Regions from separate parts of the Bombyx mori genome. Here region 1 is linked to region 2. A link is a contact called in public Hi-C data. All regions are on one chromosome and are shown on one strand. The core of a region is the stretch at or near the end of the contact, and the rest is flanking DNA. Distances in the headings are between cores, read along the strand shown.

Region 1 (2,700 bases), core at 165-2,664, 120 kb before region 2:
CACACCTGGTGTTAAGTGGTGACTGGAGCGGATAGACATCTACAAAGTAAATGCGCCACCTTGAGATATAAGTTCTAAGGTCTCAGTATAGTTAAAACGGCTGCCCCACCCTTCAAACCGAAACGGATTACTACTTCACGGCAGAAATAGGCGGGGTGGTGCTACCTACCCTTGCAGACTCACAAGAGGTCCTACCACCAGTAAAACGTCTCAAAGATCGATTTAAATACAATAAATTTACAATAAATTCACTTTGGCTTAATGCAGGACGTCAGGATAAAAATATGATTATTTTTATTTTCTTTACAACAGTGTTTTTTTTTTCAAACTATATTTAATTATTTTTAATGCGCTATGTGTGTGCATCCTTGGATTATGTGGTTACAGAAACCCATTGACATACATTTATGTATGTCATAATGCGATTACATTATAGCGTAAAATCTTAATTATTTTTTGAATTACTCATAATCACTACATAGTATAAAACAAAGTTGCTTTCTCTGTCCCTATATCCTTATATATGCTTAAATCTTTAAAACTACGCAACGGATTTTGATGCGGTTTTTTTTAATAGATAGAGTGATTGAAGAGGAAGGTTTATATGTATAATAACATCCATTAAATAGTGGAGAAATCAATAATAAATTACAGTTTCCGAAGCGAAGCGAGAGCGGGTCGCTAGTATCATATAAAACACATCAGACTAATAAAGGTTACAGATACAAAGAGATAATTGTTATTCTTTTCTTTTCTTACAGGAACTAAGAGCGTTCTACATGACTTCAGTAACATTGATCTTCATTATAGCGATGGCCCTTCAAATGCCACGTTTCAATGTTCCTTATTTAGTCAAAATGTGCGTTTTCATCGGGTGGGCGGCGTACGGAGTCCTACCGACCCTCCATTGGACCTACGCAATGGGAGGCTTCGACAACCCTATGGTTCAGGTCAGTAGCAGCAACCGTACCTAATTAGTTAGTACGGTCATAGGCAGCGCTGATTGAGAAGGCGGCACGACATGAGAACCCTCTTGTCGTGGCCGCTGGAAACTACATACCCGATCCTGTAGACCGATTGGTAAACAGTCGACGTCGCCCAAAACACGTCATTACGGATCCTCCCGATCCATTAACGGTGCTTTTAGGCAATAAATTAAGTAAAAATAAAAATAAAAAAAATACCTACGTTGAAACGTTGAAAAAAAGATAATGAAGATTTGTAAAAATAGGAGGCGCTTTATGGGTTTCGCACAAAGTCATTGCCGGGGGATCGGCGCGGCGCTAAGATGAGCGTACGACTCACGTGTCGTCATCGTCGCTGATTTTTAATGTTAAGCCACGTACAGAAATCGCGAGACGTGCGTCGGGAATGGTTTCGTCACGCATGCATCAACCTTAAGCTTACAACGGTACATTCAAGCGTGCGTTCCGAACGATACATGCTCTGATGAATGCTCACTGTGAGCACACACGCCCACACAGCCCGAGGATGCGTAGTGCTTTAAGGGCACAGCCAAGTCTGGTGGTAGGACCTCTTGTGAGTCCGCACGAGTAGGTACCACCACCCTGCCTATTTCTGCCGTCAAGCAGTAATGCGTTTCGGCTTGAAGGGTGGGGCAGCCGTTGTAACTAAACTTGAGACCTTAGAACTTATATCTCAAGGTGGGTGGCGCATTTACGTTGTAGATGTCTATGGGCTCCAGTAACCACTTAACACCAGGTGGGCTGTGAGCTCGTCCACCCATCTCAGCGATAAAAAAAAAGTCCCTATCTATTGCCGAGAGCACTCACTCTTGAAAAAGGACATGTCATAGTGATCTGGAAACACCGCGGAGGGGAGTTCATTCCAGGGCTAGATGCTAATGGAAACGCGTTGTTGATGAACGCGGCAGTTCCAGATAGTACGGATGAACTCTACGGGCAACTCCTCGAGAATCCATTGCGTTCATGTAATTAGGAACATGGATAATAGCTGTCCTACTTTGAAGAGTAGAATACACTAGGCCTCGGATAGAAAGAGGCAGTTGGTACCTAGGCGTGCTGATTCATAATATGTCCTAATTTCATTCTATTTTTAATATATTTCATTATTTTAAAGCTTTGAAATCTGATTGATTTATCCGAATTGTCAGATTTCAAAGAATTCTAGAACATAGGGCTGTGCTTTATTCGTATTTGAAAATAAAAAATAAAAGTGTAGTGCACCTTGGATTAAGTCTCAAAATGTGGAGTTCAGTATTTCCTATGATAATCGACCGGTACGTAGGTACGTGCCTTCAGTTTTTCAAAATTGAATAATACAGGGGCTACAGTGTTTTTTTTTAACTTTTTTTTGGACATTGTAGGCTTCGAGAAAGCTAGTGCAAAAACTGGACCAAGGTGGTCACGACCCTCAGTAATGAGGAAGCGACAAAGAAGAAGAAGAAGAAGGCTTGTAGGTAGACGAGCTTACGGCCACCTGATGGTGAGTGGTTACCGTCGCCCATGGACTTCAACAATGCCAGGGGCAGAGCCAAGCCGCAAGAAAAAATCTGATTAAAAACATTTTTTTGTATCGTATGGCGTTGCGCATTTTCGATGAGCAAGGTCGCGTAAATTATTAAAATAAATGCAAATTTTTTAGGAAATAATGATACTCACTACGTGACCTAGAGTCATGAATGTTATATGAGTCGTCTATTATCAAAGGTGGCAATCT
Region 2 (2,700 bases), core at 23-2,522:
GCCGGCTCCGGGCGGATTTGTTTTATGCCCACGGAAGACATCGACTTACCGCGACCGTCCGACCGGGGCGTCTTCTTAATTTTATTACTCGACCCGACTCCAATCCCGCAGGAAAACCTTCTAATTGTGTCTCAGAAAAATCAACCTGGGAAATGAATATGCTTTTCTATTTCCTCGTGAATTTTATTCTAGAAGTTTCTTTATTGTTGTATTAAAAGTACCTACCTCTACAATGACTCTACAATGACTACTTTATGGATGTTTTTATGTATTTACTGCTGTTGTAGACAGACGAACATAAACCTTAGCCCAATGACATTTTACAAAAGTTTGCACTACCTATTGCTCTTGCTTCCAAATCATTCGTTCATAATTGGCAATATGTACATACACCTTCACACTAGAACTACCTATGTAATCTTGTATGTAGTTTTTTTATTACAATTTTGTTTCTGCGTTTAGGAAGTCTTGTGAGAATACAATGTTAGGTAAATTCTGAAAATTATTTAAAAAATTACCTACCTATCGGCTCAATGCTCGATTTAGAGCGTTATCGGACTCCGAGTAGACAGACGTACCTACCTACAGGATTTGTAGCCTACCAGTGCATGCTTTTTGCTTTCATTGCCAAAGATTTTTTTTTCATTGTATGACACTTTCATTGGCATGTTTAATGGTAAAATATTGTAGAAACATTAATTGAAACTAATTTCGCTATTTTTTGTTAATCTGGTTGGCACCTTGAGTAACACAGAATACTGTGCCATCTATTGATGAGTAGTAAATTGATTAACAACCGCCATCTATGAATGAATACATACATAACGAGTAGTAAATTGATTAACAACCGCCATCTATGGATGAATAGAATAATTTCAAAACTGTGCAAACAAATACTATTTTCTTTGTAATGAATAATTATCTATTTCCAAAAACAATTTTAATAGAAACCATTAATAGATTATATATATAGTTTATTACAGTTTTAGTAACAGTTTTGATAGAGTATTACATTGCAAACCTAATTAAAAAACCATTAAACGTTTTAATTATGCTAATATCATAGAGTTACTATGTACTTATTAACTCCATGGCTAATATATGTTATGCTAGCAGATAAACATCACATTGACATATGTGACATTGACATTTTATGTCACGCAATGTTGACTTTGACAGCTTTGATTTATTTTTTGCTTGTATTTGTTTTTATGCCACTTGCTGCTTTGCTCGCAGCAAAATTTAGTATTGTGAATTTAGTGACTGACAGCGGTGACTTAACATTTTGATATCAATCGATACGCAATAAAATTAGAACAGAGTTATTTAAATTTTAGTATTTGGAGAGCCAAAATCAAAGCTGGAGTGTTGAACTTAAATTACATTCGCAACGATGACAAACACGTTTGCTGTTTGTCTACTGTCTCTAACGTTCCTTTGTTGTACAAGTAAGTTTTTAATATTTTCTGTCTCATGCTTCAATCATTCTACTTCAAAGACTGTAATTAAGGCTGACCTTGTCGTGCTTAATCCAAATTAAGTAAAATACGTAAAAATACTTGCAATAAAATTAGGAAACCGTTTTTTCGATTTCCTACTACTTACATCATTAAATTTTAATGCAAAAAATACGTTACTCTCACTTTCTGATTTTAGTTAGAAGTAAACTGTTCTTCAAACTGCCTTAAAGGCGTCAAAAAAGAATACATTGATAATTTCTCTTGAATAATACAATTTCCAATGCCTATGTGCTGGTAAAGTGGACACCATAATATAATTTAAACAATAATGAAATGAGGAAATAAACAAGTAATGGGCTATGACCAGATCACAAGCTCCTAACAAAAAAGGTCCATGTTTTGGTCTACTTTAAAATATTTCAAATTACATTAAACTCTGACAGCATCATTTTAAAGGAACTTTAAATGAAGAATCGTCATTGTTGTTTATTGTTGTTTATTCATTGCAATTTTTTAAATTGGATATGTTTCATAGCCTTAAATTTCTAATGGAAGTTCCAAGACAGTAAAAATCCATTTTAGCTATTATTCAGCACTTAGAGAATAAACACATGTAGGCTAGTGTAGTATCATACATAATCTGCTACCCTAGGTTGCATCATATAGCTTTTAACATAGTCCATGCTAAGAAAAACGATTTTTATCAAAATGGTTTTCTTCTTCACTAACACCTTTCATAACTGAGAACTATTTCCCTCAGTCTCAGATCGATACATAAAACTTCTAAAATTTTAATGTTACTATCCTTTTCTCTGGTTCCCTATCTCCTTCCCATAGTTGTCATAAAAGGTAATTACGGGTACCATGGCATCATTCAGCATTCTGTAATTATGACACTGCCATACTGGGATCACCAGCTAGCATACACTAGTGGTAGAGTGTATTGTAAATCTATACATGTAGACAGTAGAAGAAGCAGTCATGTGTACTGATTTGAAGTTATACTATATACTATACAAATAACTTTGACCTCATGTCTCAAGATGTTTGGCCACTATAAACTGACAATCACTTGACACCCGTGATGACCATGACTGCATTTATTCATGTACACAATAAAAATAGAAAATATGATAAAGACAGCAAAAAATTTGCAACTAAACTAAAAATCTATCTCTTGCCACTTCTACCTATTAGTAATAATTAGAACAAAAAAAATGTAATAATATAAATAGTGATG

What was found. A called contact is a pair of places that touch in the nucleus more often than the background predicts.
Region 1: a contact with region 2 is called in a Hi-C map of midgut, with 3 times the contacts expected there. The contact joins the enhancer-like site here to the promoter of Sap-r in region 2. A contact is called at or near these places in 3 of 7 Hi-C or Micro-C datasets (middle silk gland, midgut and posterior silk gland).

The regions. Positions count from the first base shown.
Region 1 is chr12:4,978,430-4,981,129 of ASM3026992v2, reverse strand. LOC101738133 (progestin and adipoQ receptor family member 3) reads left to right here. Exons shown (of 7, transcript XM_004929400.5): 5 at 762-950. Among protein-coding and RNA genes, the nearest start is that of LOC134199819, 5.4 kb to the right of the region's middle. Within about 2 kb of position 1,414, at least 1 of the 8 cell types and tissues checked has open chromatin away from gene starts, as enhancers often do.
Region 2 is chr12:4,858,129-4,860,828 of ASM3026992v2, reverse strand. It overlaps Sap-r (saposin-related), which reads left to right and starts at 1,272. Exons shown (of 23, transcript NM_001043366.1): 1 at 1,272-1,448. The coding sequence starts at 1,394.